Regions from separate parts of the Mus musculus genome. Here regions 1, 2, 4 and 5 are each linked to region 3. Evidence: chromatin contacts called from public ChIA-PET, HiChIP or PLAC-seq and promoter capture Hi-C data. All regions are on one chromosome and are shown on one strand. Each heading gives the region's core, a stretch centred on a gene start, on an enhancer-like site or on the middle of the called end of the contact. The rest is flanking DNA. Distances are from core to core; before and after follow the strand shown. Region 1 holds the start of Nfix (nuclear factor I/X). Region 2 holds the start of Gipc1 (GIPC PDZ domain containing family, member 1). Region 3 holds the start of Mri1 (methylthioribose-1-phosphate isomerase 1). Region 4 holds the start of Pkn1 (protein kinase N1). Region 5 holds the start of Tnpo2 (transportin 2 (importin 3, karyopherin beta 2b)).

Region 1 (2,700 bases), core at 58-2,557, 540 kb after region 3:
TCCTGCAGATAGAGCTGTGAGGGCCCCTCTAGATCTGGGTTGGTCTGGCTGGTGCCCTCTCAGAGCTTGGAGTCACGGCTAAAAAGAGTGGGGTGGCAGATCAGGCACGCTCCAGGCCTGAGCCTCCGCTACACCATAGCGCAGGGAACTTCGCTGGAGGCGGGACGCGTTCTCGCGCTCGCGCTCCCGAAGCACGCCAAGGTCGGCGCTGCTGTGCCCGAGGCTGACCCGACGGCTGATCCCAACAGGGTCGACCTGCGGTGGCCGCCGCCGCTCCCGCCCTTCCCGCCTGCGGGTAGCGGACCGGGATTCCCCGGGGCACTTCCAGGTTCACGCAGCGGCGGTCCTGGTCTTCGAGACCGGAAAGTTTGCACGGAGGAAAGTTTGGGGCCGGGGAGCCGCGTCTGCAAACGTCCAGGATCCGCAGAGAGGCGCGGCCCGGGCTGGCAGCACGCCCGTCCCTCCCTCCCCTCCCCTGCCCCTCCGAAATTTGGGAGCCCCGCCATTTTCTCAGCCCCGCTCCCATGCGAGGCCTGAACAAAGACTTTGGGGAGACGCCCGGGCCGCTCGGGCCGCCCGGGGCACCCCAGCCGCACGCAGAGCCGCTGCCCACACGCCCGCCACTGCCACCCCGGGGCGGCCGCGCCGCGCCGCGCGCACGGAACGCCGCCCGCCCGTGCTCCCCCGCGCCCCGGGGCCACTCTGCCTCCTGCCGCCGTGTCACCCTGCCCGCCCGCGCCTGCCACCACGCCGCGTCGCCGCGCAGCAGCAGGGGTCCGCTGTCCGCCGCACCCCGCCGCGCGCGTTCGCCCCTCGCCCCCTCTCCACGCACTCCTGCCGCGCGCCCCGGGGCAGCGCCCCCGCGCCCCGCCCGCTGCCCGCGCGCCTGCGGGACCCCGGCCCGGCCCTCCCGGGGCGCGGGGGCGGCGGCCGGTACCTGGGTGAGGCAGTACGGGGAGTACATCGCTGGGCGCCCGGGCGCGAGCGCGGAGGCCGGCCGCGGCGAGGGCAGGCCCGGCAGGCGGCGTCGCGCTGGCTGGCGCTCGGGCTCCGGCTCCGCTGCTCCGGCCTCTGCCGCGCGGCGCCCGCCCGGCCCGCGGCCCCGCTCGGCCCGCCGCCGCTCCGCGCTCACAGGCTCGGCCCCGCGGGCTCCGGGCCGCCGCCGCGCTCGCCGCTGCCTCTCGCGTCCGCCGCCGCCGCCGCCGCCGCCGCGCGTCTACTCCATGCCGCCGCCGCTCGGCCGCTCGCCCTCGCCCGCCACCGCCGCCGCCGCCGCCGCCGCCGCGCTGTGAAAGTGAAAGTTTAGACAAAGTTTGGAAGCGGCGCACTCCGGGGAGAGGGAGCGGGCGGGCGGCGCGGGCGGGAGGAGGGGCGCGGGGAGGGGCGGGCGGGGCGGGTGAGCGCGGCCGGCGCGCACACACATGCACACACGCACACACGCACACACACATACACGCGGGGACGCACACCGACGCGGCCGCCCCGACACGTGCTGGCCGGCGTTCGGGCGCCGACACACGCTGACACGCAGCAGGGCTTGGACGGGCACAAATGTCACGAAGGAACGCAGGGCCTATTCCTCATGGAGTCGCAGCAGACGGCGGTGCACACCGGGCACAGACACGAGCAAGAGCCACACACCACCTACTGTCACATGTCGTCCCAATGCAGACAGATGCGGAGAGCCACACTAACATACATGCACGTGCCACACATGTTCCTGCAGAATATTGACACACACGATCACACAACCATATATACCTTGTCACACTCTGGATACACAATGACACACCAACACACAGCCACGCCAAAATATCTTGGAAGACAGCTATGGCAACCCAGACATGGTGACACTGACACATGGGAGCCCCCATACAAAGGACACAAAGTATCACTGTACATACACACACACACACACACACACACACACACACGTTATACATTGAGTTGGCCAGATATACCCCAGACCTAGGGCACACTGATCTACAATCCTGATAGCAAAACAGCTGGCAGGTTCTGTAAAAACTCTCTCAAGTATAACACGCATGCATGCGCGCGCACACACACACACACACCACCCTTACCCTTCATATGTCTCCCATAGCTTTGCACATGTCCTGGGACTTAGGAACATTATTTGTATTGTGGTGATGCTCCAGCCCATTGCAGGCCCAGGATTCCCCATTTCCACTGCAGATGGGAATGAGGTGGGGTGGGTTGGCATATGGCATCTGTCTGCAATCCCTGCACTCAGAAGCTCCAAGAGAAAAATTATAACTGAGCTGTAGACCAGCCTGAGCTACATAGTTTGAGGCTGGCTTGACCTGTGTACTGAGACCCTGTTTCAAAACACACACACACACACACACACACACACACACTCTCTCTCTCTCTCTCTCTCTCACTCTCTCTCTCTCTCTCTCTCTCTCTCTCTCTCTCTCTCTCTCTCTCTCTCTCTCTCTCTCGCAACAGAGAGAGAAAGGAAAAGTCTTCACAGAGAGGGAGGGAAGAAAGAAGCTGGGAAGGGGGTACTGGAAACTCTGAAGTAGGACATAGAGAACTGTTGGGTGACTCTAGGTTGATGGGAAGACTGTGCCCCAGTCCCCAGGCAGATCCCACCAAGGTAGAGCTCCCTCCTATTGCTAGGTGCAGCCAGCACCTTGTCAGTCCCCACCCCCACCCCCCAGCCAAGAAGCTGTG
Region 2 (2,700 bases), core at 77-2,576, 600 kb before region 3:
TCACTGGCTTTGAGGTTTCAAAGATTCAAGTAATTTCCAGTCTCTCCTCTCTCTCTCTCTCTCTCTCTCCTCCCTCCCTCTCTCTCTGTTCCTCCCTCTTTCTCCCTCCCTTCTCTCTTCCTCACTCTCTGCGTGTGTATGTGTGTGTGTGGGGGGTTAAAAGGTAAGAAAGTGGGGGCTGGAGAGATGGCTCAGCAGTTAAGAGCACTGACTGCTTTTCTGAAGGTTCTGAGTTCAAATCCCAGCAACCACATGGTGGCTCACAACCGTCTGTAATGACATCTGATGCCCTCTTCTGAAGACAGCAACAGTGCGCTTAGATATAATAATAAATATAATATAAATCTTTTTTTAAAAAAAAGGTAAGAAAGTGGATGACAAAGTGTACGCACAGTAAACTCAGAGTTAGATGGAGATAAACTCATAAAAGGGAAGCAGGAGAAGTGACTTGAAGGTAGATTGTCAGCCTAGCATCCACCAGTAACAGTGCCTCAACCTTGAGCACTTGACCCAATAGCTGATCCTCCAAGAGGAGGAGGAACTGGGCCTACGTTCAACCTTAGAGCACCTAGAAGAACGAAGGAGAAGGGGGAGAAAGAGTCCATTGTCCCTGAGGGTAGAAGCCTGGACTGGTTGGTCACTAGCTTCGATTCCGTACAGTAGGTGCTCAATTGACAAGTCGAGTGTTCTACTGTTCTGATACGTTCCATAGAGTCTTACACAATTTTGCTTGCGAAGTGCTCTGCAGCTCTCTGTGCAGCTTCGGAGCCTTTGCACACCCTGTATCTAACATTGTGTATACTCCATCCTTGTGTCTATAGAGACAGGACCGAGCCTGGTACCAGGCAGGGGCACTTAAATATTGAAAGACTGAATGAATGCGCGATCGCCTTTGTCTATTGTGTAGAGTGGAAGAAGCGGAGACACGCGGGACCCTCCCTATTCACTGTGGTCCACCCTCTGGAATCAAAGCATCTTTCTGGGAGGGAAGAGGGGCTTGGGGCTGCCCTCCAGCCTCTCGCTGACCTCTCAAAAACCGCGCTTTCCTGGATACAGAACTCAGTCCTCCAAACCCGGTCATCTGACTCTCGCTGCCAGCTCCCCCGCCGTCTCCCAACCCTTGCAGCCTCACAATGGTTCAGCCCTTCCCTATTTAGAGCGAGTAAGGTTGGACCACTGCTCGCACAATGGGGGGAGCCCGAGGCGCGGCGGAGGGATCCCTCTGGAGCGTTCCGACGGGAGGCGCCCATTGGTCGCGAGTGCACACGGCCGTCGCTGATTAGTCCGCCCGGGACGCCGGCCCCGCCCAAGTCCCGGAGGCCCAGGGAGAAGCCGGGCGGAGTTTCGAGAGGACCGAGCAGGGCGCGCGCGGTGGCGGCGGCGCAGGTGAGTGTCCCCCGCCCGGGGGGCGGCCTCCAGGGCGTGGAGCCGTGGCGGTGGGGTGGAGCTGGCCGCGTCGGGACCCCAAACACGGACCCCTCCCCGCTGGCCGGGCCTCCCGTCCGCCTCTGCTCTCTGCTCCCAGGACGCTCCCTGTTGGTGGTGGGTCAGTGTTCCCGACCCTTCCCAGGCCTCTTCCCAAAGCTGGCTGGGGGGAACACCGAGACCCAGGTCGGGATAACAGTAACAACCGCAGCACTAGTTTAATGACTCCCCCTCGCAAGCCCGGATCGGTGTTTCCTCGTCCGGCGCTTATGCTGCACAGCTCAGTTGAATCAAAACACCCTCCTGGGAGGGGTTATTAACTTGTTTTAGAAGTGAGGCACTAGTGCCAGAGAGGTGGAGTAACTTACTCAAGGTCACACAGCTAGTAAATGACCCATGGGGCTTAGGGACCCGTATCCTTTGAGTCCAGAAACTAGTCCCAGAGATCAGCCCCTAGACTCACGCCCACCGCCACCCCCATATTCACTTCGGAGCCGCACCTGCTGGGTTTTGCTTTCCTCTCCTCGCCCACGGGTCACTAGACAGCTTCCAGGTTGCCCTCGTGTCCCTTCTCTGAGCTGGAGAGGCAAGGCCCAAATACCATGGGTCGTTTAACCCCATTTCCTTTCCACCTACCCTGTCCACTCTCCACTGTTAAAGGGATGACTGGAAGTATAGAGACTTGGTGTCTGGGGAGCGCGGGGGCTACAGGCGGCCAAGACCGGTCAAGCTGTGCATTCACGCCCCTCAGCCCCCGCCCCGGAAACACTGGAGAGATGAAACCTTCAGGATCCGGTTTTTCAAGAATGAATCAGAAGCTCCTGCCTTCCTCCCCGAAGCAATGCTGTGCCCGGGGTTAGGAGGGAGGGACGACCGGGGCAGGTGTGGTGTCCCCTAAGCCAGGCGTTATCTGAGCCCCTGGAACAACCCGTTTCCTGCTCCCCCCACTTGGCTTTTCTGTGACTGCGGGGGTTGCAGAGTTTCAGGCCCTTTTTGGGATGAGAGTGCTGGACTCCGGAAATCCATCCAACCCACTTCCCTTCAGCTCCTTGCAGACAGACTGGAGAGACGCACACACTTAGCTCTCTAGCAGTCATGTTGTGGGGGTTTGAACCACAGGCAGTCGGGGATGTAAGACATTCATTCTACAATTCAGCCCTTGTGGAACCCGACCGAGGTTTCACACGCTAGGCAGGTGCCCTACGCCTGAACTACACACCCATCACCTACAGATACTGAGCAGCCACTGTGCCTGACAGCATATTTTGCTTAGAG
Region 3 (2,700 bases), core at 169-2,668:
GCTGGGAATTGAACTCAGGATTTTTGAAAGAGCAGTCAATGCTCTTTACCACTGAGCCATCTCTCCAGCCCTAGTGTTTATTTTTAATTATGTACATGTGTGTCTCTATGCATGTAAGGGCATGTGCTCGTGGAGGCCAGAAGAGGGTGCTGCAGGTAGTTACTGTGGGTGCTGAGAACTTAATAGGTCTTTGCAAGAGGGGTCCATACTTTTAAGCTGCTGAGCCAGCCCTAGCTAAGCAAGTACTCTTGCCACTGAACTACACCCCCAGCTCCAGTTGCTTTGCCTTGCATCCCATAACATGTCCCATGCCCTAACAATTGAAGGTGCCTCCTCACCTAACGCTGTACCATAGCCAGCAGTGGCCAGAGCACCCGTGTTACAGTGGGTCAGCACGGTCACCTTGCCACCCCTGGGGTTGGTCTGCTCTAGGAGATGGCGGGCTCCCAAGTCCCCGATGCTCCGGTTGTCTTTGAGGTCCTTCTCCAACATATCCTCGGCGAAGCGGATCACTCTGGGGACAGAAGAAGCTCTTAGCACTGTTGGAAGGGAGCTGGCTAACTTTGAAGGGGCCGCCCTTTAAAGGTGAGGTGGGGTTCTGAGAGCCTGAGGACACTTCCACTCTGATCACTAATATAAGTGAGCCAGGAGCTGGGGCTGACGCACAGCAGTAAACAGGAGGAAACCCTTTACCTCTGTGATGATGACGTCATGGTGGGAGAGGCAGTTGATGAACAGGAAGGGGCAGAATCAGGGACAAGGTGTTTTTACAGAAGGGGAGGGGAAGGAGCAGGAACCTGGAGATGAAGTTCTAACTCCAGTGCTTTAATGCTCTAGACTCTAGTCTCAGCCACAGGCAGGAGCCGTACCGGTGCAACAGAAAAGCAGTAAGAACCAAGTGGCTGGACCGGAAGTGGGATGGGAAAGAAAATGGTAGAGAGGAAAGCTGGGCAGAGCACACAAGACTGGTCCAGGATCCCGTACCTTTCCCGCACGGTCTCTTCAGTGGCACCCTCTCGTTCCGCCTCCTGGGCTGCCACTTGACCCAGATCGCGGGCGGCGCGGGCCATGTTGACAGCGGTGGGCCGGGCGGCGACTAAGAGGCGCAGCTGGTCTCGCACGAAGGCCACCAGAGCAGCGAGTCCGGGACCGCCGGCGCCGGCCCGCAGCTCCACGGCCAGGCTGAGGCAGCCGACCAGCGCGATGGCCGGGGCTCCGCGCACCTTCATGGCGCGGATGGCTTCACTAGCCTGCTGCACGGAGCTCAGTGCCTCATAGTGGCAGTGCTCTGGCAGCTGCAGCTGGTCGAGGATCTGCAGCGAGCCGGGCGAGTAGCGGATCGCTTCCAGTGTCATGTTGCCTACCCTGCAGGGCCACGAGGAATCCTGCACAGGCTGCGGGGCGGAGTTGCGTCCTGCCGCGTGCGCATGCGCACGCGCTCCTAGGTTATCGGGCGATTAGCGTCTTCCAGAGTGGCTGTAACTTCTCCCAAGGCCGAGTTCTAGCTCCAAGATGCTTGGTGATGGGGCTATTTTTTTGCCGGAAATCGTCCATCCGTTACTGAAGCGATGACTTGGAACTCTCAGCTCTGCCTATCCACGGCTCACAGACACCCAGCGCTTAATCAGCGTGTCAAACGACCTTCCGTGGGACTACTTTTGTCTCCATTTTTTTAAAAAAAAGCAAGCACCATGAGGGACGTTTATTCTCAGGGCCTGAAGAGATTGCTCAATGGTTAGGCGTGCATTCTGCTCTTGTAGAGGACCAAAGGCTTCACGACTGCCGCTAGTTTTAAAGGATTCAAGGCCCTCTTTCAAACCTCAGTGAGACAACATACTCACAACATGCAAACACACAAAAATAAACCTCAGATTTTAATTCCAGCATTCAGGAGGTAGAGATATATTTGTGAATCTGGCTCCACAATAGTTACAGAACGAGTTCCAGGACAGCCAGGGATACATGAGAAACCCTATTTTAAAGCTGGACCACACCTTGTCTCTATTGCTGGGGTGCCAGGATGACGGTTGTCTGCCCACTATGCCTGGCTGGATTAGGGTGTTTTTGAGGTTGTTTCACAAACATCCCTACTGGCTGGCCACTATGAGTGACCCACACCAGCCCATGACATGGAGTTTGGATGTTCTTCCTGCCTGCCGTTAGCTTTATTTCTCTGGCTCCAGCAGCCTGGCCCTCTTTCAACCTTCCTTATGTAGTCCTTGACACCTCATAAGGGGACGTCACCCCAGGCCGTGGCCAATCTTGGTCAGTATCTCAAACCCTTCATCGGGCTTTGTGGGGCCACACTGCCGTCACAACGATGCAGCAGCATCTGCTTAGTTGGCTGGAAGTGAGGGCAGGGCAGCTACTAGATGAGTTTAGAAACAAGGCAGGGACAAAGAACAGCACTTTAATGCTCAGGTATCAGGGTTACATCAAGGCACAGGCATTCTCACCAAAACCAAATAAATAATAATCTGTATAGGAAGGTAGGTCTGTATCTGGGCTGGCAGCAATGTGCCAGTCCCTAAGGTCTGGACGCGTCATGGCTTCTGGTCCTGGAATTCTGACTCCCTTACTCGCTCTCTGAGTCAGAGTAGTCAGCCACCAGGGAGGCATTGGGGGTGTTGGGGTTCAGCAGGTCCTCCTGGGAGGAACCTAGGGGGAAGGCCTGATCACTACAGTTTCTCTTGGATTCTG
Region 4 (2,700 bases), core at 179-2,678, 560 kb before region 3:
GACATCCGTTTGCCAGACACAGAACAGACAGGCACGGAGACGGTGGAACCAGGCAGCAAGTCCAAGCGGGAATGAACATAAGGGAGAAGACGGGACGGGGACCAAGATGTAGGTCCAGCCTCATTCTGGGAATCACAGCCTCCATGTGCGTCCTACTCGGGACACACCAAGCACATGCATGTACTGGGACAGCCCTGCACAGCCCTCAGTGGGCTTGAAGGGGAGCCGGCACCGGTGCATCAGCCTGGAGGTCTGACCTTGTGAGATCGGCAGCACCAGATACGCCCAGCTCCTCGGCAAGGCCGGCAGGCCATCAGCAGGACTGGGGAAGACGGGTACAGAAGGGTACAGGGGAGACATGGGGGCAGGTGTAGAAGGAGATGAGAACCAGTTACACAGGACAATGGACTGCATGGTGACGAATTAATGGAGCCACAAAGATACAAAGATCTCAGATTTTGGGCCACTGAATTAGAGTGGGGAGTCAGTCACCCCGACCCTGACCCTGCTTCAGTAACGCCCAACAGGTCACACAGGGAAGGCCATGTGGCTGGCAGATGCCAGTCACAGGTGTCTGTTGCGAGGGAGTAGAGACCCAGCCCTGTCACCTTCCAGACATAAAATCCTTCCTGTCTGTGTGACAGGACACGCCCCACCTGGGTTACAGCTCCATCTGTCAGCCTGAAGGGTGGTTATGGGGAACAAGGCGGAAGGAGGAACCCGGCCTCAGGCCTAGTGAAGTGACTTAGACACTTCCTCCAACAGGTGCCCATCTGGGTGGCGTCAAGACCATCGTAAAGACGTCTGCAGGCGGGGGTGGCCCGGGCTTTGTTGTGCGGGGGAGGGGATCGGGCCGGGCACTCCTCCGGTCCGGGGCAGGGTGCCAGGCACCTGCTCCAGGTGAAGCGGCACCTGACAGAAACCGAACGCTGCAGGACCCAGAGTAGGATGTGGGGACGACAGGCACCGGGATCCGCAGCTAGCCTCGGACACCGAAGTGGGGACCCCGCTACACACGCTGACTCTCGGGGAGGGCCAAAGGAGGGGATGCTGGGGTAGAATCCCGAACAGCACCCCTTCCTCCGACCCGGTCGGCGCCTCCACCTGCTACAAGGGCCCGCGCGGGCTCCCGATGGGGACCTCGTCCGGGACTCTACCCGTGCCTGGGGTCCTCCGCGCCTTCTGGCCGCCCCGCGGGTGCGGACAAGTCGCCTACCTGTACGGCGTCGCCGGCCATGTCCTCCGGCCGCCCGCCAGGGGTCCCAGCGCCAAGGAAGGGCTTGCGAGCGCGCGGGCGGGTGCGGCGGGAGGCGCGGCGCCCAGACCCTCCCAGGCGCGCGGCGCGCTCCGGCCTGCTGCGCTCGGCCCGGCCTGGCCAGGCCTCCGCCGAGCTGCGCCCTCCGGCCCCAGCGGCTGCAGGGTGGGTCACGTGAGCGCCGAGGTCCGCGCCTGGGGAGGAGGCGGGGCGGGGGCGGGGCTCCCGGCGGCCCCCGGGGCTTGCAGCGGGGAAATAGGGTCCCTGTTGGCTGTGGGGTGCGGCAAGCGCTCCTTGTAGCGTAGGGGACTCTGAGCGGGCCTAAGCGACCGCGAGCCTCAGAGGCCTTGTCCCCCGCCTCCAACCCCTTTGAATGCAATGGTCACCGTCCACCACCACCCTCGACACACACGGCCCAGCTGCACAGAGGCATCCTCCCTCCCGTTTCCCGGGAGGCAAACACAGGGAGAGCCTGACTTCAAATCCCAGTGTCCTGGGCCTTGGGGGAACACAATACCCCTCAGGACTAGGATGTCTGTAAAACTTGAGGAAGAGTAGGGCAAGTGTATAGATCCCAAGTGCACAATAAATGCCAGCAGTTGTCACTTTTAGCTCATTTTTTTAAAGACTTTATTTTGATTCATGTGTGTTAGGAATAAGTTTCGGGGTGGCAAAGAAAGAGACCATCCTTCAAAATGAAATGTCCGAACAAGGCAAACTTTACTCTTCATCAAGACAGTGCGCTGCGGAAAAGCAAAGAGAAGACAGGAAGTGCATATGGTTTCTATTCTAACTCAGGTGACCTCGCAGTCTTATTCAATTGGCTAGTCTGAGAAAATTGGCGCAGAGGAAATTGAAGGGGAAAGGGGTCACTGCTCCAAGCGATCAATTTCCTAGAATGGAGCGGGGGGGGGGGGGGCGCTTTGTATAAACAAAAGTTTTACTGGGTGAGGAGGATTAAAACATCTCCTTAAAAGTCCTATAAGGTAGGAGAGATAATGATTTTAATTACTGTCCAAAAGACTAATCTTATACTATTTGCTAGAAAAGACTCATATTTAATTTCTTGCATGTGTATATATGTGTTTCTTTGTGTGAGTTATGCACATGTGTGTGGGTGCCTCTGGAGGTCAGAAGAAGACATGGGATGCCCTAAAAGGAAGTTATAAACTGTTTGTGGACTGCACCACCTGGGTGCTGGGTCCAGACTTGAGTTTTCTACAAGAGTAGTATTGCTTCTATCTCTTCAACTCCTATTTTAATCTTTATACCATTTATTGAGTGTGTTCACGTGCATGTACCACACATGCCAAGCCAAATGTGTGGTGGCCAGTGAGTGACTTACAGGATGGCTTTTCTTCTGCACCCTATCATTTGGGGGGGGCACCCAAACTCATCTTCCTAAGCCCTGAACAGGCCCAATACTCCATCACTGAACTCTCAAG
Region 5 (2,700 bases), core at 191-2,690, 780 kb after region 3:
GGCTGAAAAGGAAAAACTACTGAATTCAAACGGCAGAAGCATTCATGACCTGGCTCTTGCCTAAATTGCTCTGGGCAATCCTCATCTCACTTTTAAGGTAGGTTAAGGGATTAGGTCTTCTGATCGAATTTAGCTGCCTTGTTTTATTTTAGAAGTTATTGCCAGGGGCTGAATAAGATGACTCAGCGATTAAGTGCACTTGTTGCTTTGCTACAGGACCCTGGTTTTGAGTGCCAGCAATCGTATATGGCAGCTCACAACTGTCTTGTAGCTCTAGTTCCAGGAGATTCAACACCTGACTGTCTCGTCAGAAACGTGATGCAGACATAAATGCAGGCAAAACAAACATAAATCCGGTGGCGCATGCCTTGAATCCCAGCACTTGGGAGGCAGAGGCTGGCGGATTCTCAGTTCGAGGACAGCCTGGACTACAGATTGAGTTCCAGGACAGCCAGAGCTACACAGAGAAACCCTGTCACGAAAAACAGAACAAAAAATGGCCACGTGTTATTTTTCAGTCCCATGTAAAAAGTGTTTAAACAGCATTGAACAATAACAGGACAGTTGCTCTAGTAAAATCCAGCACCGCCAGCTGCCTGCCCTGCTCTTTACGTCGGTGTAGTGCTGTTTAGGGGAGCGAAAGAGAAAGTTACATTTTAACCCCCTCCCCCAGTTTCTCTGTGTAGCCTTGGCTGTCCTGGAACCAGTTCCATAGATCAGGGAGTGCTGGGGTTAAAGGGGTGCGCCGCCACTGCCCGGCTTCATTTTAACTTATTTTTGATCAAAGGGTTTTGTGATGTAGCTTTCCTGGCACCAGAGGGGTCTACTGTTGCCTTATTCCCTATCCCTGCCCTCCCTCCCTCCCAATCCAGTTCTGAGGCACGCCGGACTGCGGAACAGTTTAAATTTTAGGGAGTTGTAGTAAGGACACGGTTAGCTGTAGTTGAAGGATTCCTAGGTCCATTACACACCGAAAACACCCATGCACTACTAAATTTCTAGCTCCAGCAAAATCTGCAACTCAGTGGGGCTGGGGCCAGTTAAGAGTACTGTGGGCTCTCGTAGAGGACCCAGGTTTGATTTCAGCATCCACATGGCTCACCACCACCAGCTTCACAGGCATCCAATGCAATCTTCTGATCCCCACGGCACTGCGCGCACATGGTTCAGACAAAAATACCAATATACGTTAAAGAAGAAAGAAGAAAGCTGCAGTAAGGAAAAGGAAACGAGACGCTGGGAGGACCTAATGGCAAGAGAGGCCTAGAGGCGGTACTTATTCTCTCACGTGACTCAACTTGGCCAGGGCCACTCTGTGCCAGATCACGTGTGAGTGCTTCGCTCTCCGATTGGCTTTGGTAGGCCAGTTTGAACGGCGTACGGAAGCCGAAATTGTTCATTTCGGCCGCGTTTAATTTTTTTTTTTTTTTTTTTTTTTTAATTCCCTGCCTCTGGCTCCCTCCTTCCGCGCGAGCCTCTGGAGAAGCTGCAGCACTTAGGCGCCGCCGCTGCCTCCCGGGGCCTGGTAGGTGGGCCTCGCTCGGCCGGGGCCCCTTGGCTTCAGCTCGCCTCGAACCTCCCTGGGTTCTGGGCCTGCGCCGCGCGCCGCCCAGGCGTCGGGGTCGCGCCCGGCTGAGAGGCGGGGTACCGGGTTGGGCCAGCTCTCGAGGCCGGCAGAACGGGCCGGGCGGGGGAGGGGGAGCTGATCTGATCTCAAGGGGTGGGGCCTCGGCGCCCGGGCAGGTTCGGGTGCCACGAGATGCGGGCCAGTGGGGCGGCTGGGGTCGGGCTGGAGGGGCGCTGATTGGGGGAATCGTCGGGGGACGTCGCGTGGATCGGGTGTGTGTGGGGATCTGTTTCGGCGGGGCTTGGTTGGGTCTGATTCGGGGGAGACAGCCTTGAAAGTTGAGAGGGGAAGGTTGTTTAGTCCTAATAGGGAGGGGCGTCAGACTTGAGACCAGAGGGCTTTGCTGAGTCTGGCTGCGAGGCGGTGGTGGGATCCGTTGAGGGTAGCGCACCGGGCGGGTGTTTGTGCGGGACTCTGTAAGGGAAGCTGCAGGGATTGGACGGATGGGGTCTCCGACGTGAAGTGATCGGGGGTGAGGGGGTGGGAGGGGGCTTAGGGGAATTTGATTGGGGGAGCTGCCAGAGGTCCGTCAGCATTAATTCCTGCTGACTGGGGCGGAGGGTAAGAGCTAGAGAAGCTTGGCCAGATCTGATTGGGGGCAGGCAGCGGGCATTGGGGGCTTTGGTCGTGGGTTGGGTGATTCTGACTGGCTCTCATTCAAAGAGACATTGGAAACCTATCGGGTATTGCTTGTATTCTGGTTAAGGAGGGTCACAGGGCCGCGTCTAGGTCAGAAAGGGGGCCATGTGGCGTCTACTGAGCTTGTAGAGCCGGTTTAGAAGAGGGAGCAGGGATGAGCAAGATCTGGGCGCTTAGGGACCTAGAGGAGCTCAGAAATCTAGGAGGCGGCTGGCATCTAGTGGAGCTGGAAGGCTGGATTTTGGGGAAGGGAATCCTCGTGGACTGAGCCTTCACCTGAAAGACCGCTGGGGCGGGGCCCCTCGCCCTGGAGGGAGGCGGAAGCCGTGAGGCCCGTAACCGGGGGCGGCGGTGGCGTGGATCGCTTTGGAAAGAGGGTTCCTCGTTAGGCTCGATGTGGATCCGTCGCGCCCCCGCCGCTGGTCCTGATGGCC

What was found. Promoter capture Hi-C pulls out the DNA fragments that hold promoters and counts their contacts. ChIA-PET counts read pairs in DNA pulled down with a chosen protein or histone mark. HiChIP or PLAC-seq counts read pairs in DNA pulled down with a chosen protein or histone mark. Capture Hi-C pulls out chosen DNA fragments and counts their contacts.
Region 1: a contact with region 3 is called in a promoter capture Hi-C map of second pharyngeal arch cranial neural crest. The contact joins the promoter of Nfix here to the promoter of Mri1 in region 3. A contact is called at or near these places in 6 of 39 promoter capture datasets (cranial neural crest, embryonic stem cells, frontonasal cranial neural crest and 3 more) and 3 of 115 datasets of contacts at active chromatin or transcription factors (embryonic forebrain, embryonic midbrain and stem cell-derived neural progenitor cells).
Region 2: a promoter capture Hi-C map of adipose tissue shows a contact between it and region 3, with 2.5 times the contacts expected there. The contact joins the promoter of Gipc1 here to the promoter of Mri1 in region 3. A contact is called at or near these places in 3 of 39 promoter capture datasets (erythroid cells, liver and pre-B cells), 2 of 484 Hi-C or Micro-C datasets (B cells and CD4 T cells), 5 of 115 datasets of contacts at active chromatin or transcription factors (bone marrow-derived macrophages, craniofacial prominence, large pre-B cells and 2 more) and 2 of 9 other capture datasets (adipose tissue and liver).
Region 4: an RNA polymerase II ChIA-PET map of memory CD8 T cells shows a contact between it and region 3, with 6 times the contacts expected there. The contact joins the promoter of Pkn1 here to the promoter of Mri1 in region 3. A contact is called at or near these places in 5 of 39 promoter capture datasets (the C10 cell line, embryonic stem cells, neutrophils and 1 more), 5 of 115 datasets of contacts at active chromatin or transcription factors (double positive thymocytes, effector CD8 T cells, large pre-B cells and 2 more) and 1 of 9 other capture datasets (liver).
Region 5: a contact with region 3 is called in a FOXA1 HiChIP or PLAC-seq map of pancreatic cancer cells. The contact joins the promoter of Tnpo2 here to the promoter of Mri1 in region 3. A contact is called at or near these places in 7 of 39 promoter capture datasets (cranial neural crest, erythroid cells, hematopoietic stem and progenitor cells and 3 more), 4 of 115 datasets of contacts at active chromatin or transcription factors (bone marrow-derived macrophages, effector CD8 T cells, microglia and 1 more) and 2 of 9 other capture datasets (adipose tissue and liver).

The regions. Positions count from the first base shown.
Region 1 is chr8:84,799,061-84,801,760 of GRCm38.p6, forward strand. It overlaps Nfix (nuclear factor I/X), which reads right to left and starts at 1,308. Exons shown (of 11, transcript NM_001371053.1): 1 at 938-1,308. The coding sequence starts at 964.
Region 2 is chr8:83,651,352-83,654,051 of GRCm38.p6, forward strand. It overlaps Gipc1 (GIPC PDZ domain containing family, member 1), which reads left to right and starts at 1,327. Exons shown (of 7, transcript NM_018771.3): 1 at 1,327-1,386.
Region 3 is chr8:84,255,906-84,258,605 of GRCm38.p6, forward strand. Mri1 (methylthioribose-1-phosphate isomerase 1) reads right to left here and starts at 1,419. Exons shown (of 5, transcript NM_026423.4): 1 at 985-1,419; 2 at 339-514. The coding sequence starts at 1,355. It overlaps Ccdc130 (coiled-coil domain containing 130), which reads right to left. Exons shown (of 10, transcript NM_026350.3): 10 at 1,862-2,700. The coding sequence ends at 2,576.
Region 4 is chr8:83,697,751-83,700,450 of GRCm38.p6, forward strand. Pkn1 (protein kinase N1) reads right to left here and starts at 1,429. Exons shown (of 22, transcript NM_177262.4): 1 at 1,217-1,429. The coding sequence starts at 1,237.
Region 5 is chr8:85,035,453-85,038,152 of GRCm38.p6, forward strand. It overlaps Tnpo2 (transportin 2 (importin 3, karyopherin beta 2b)), which reads left to right and starts at 1,441. Exons shown (of 25, transcript NM_001364032.1): 1 at 1,441-1,525.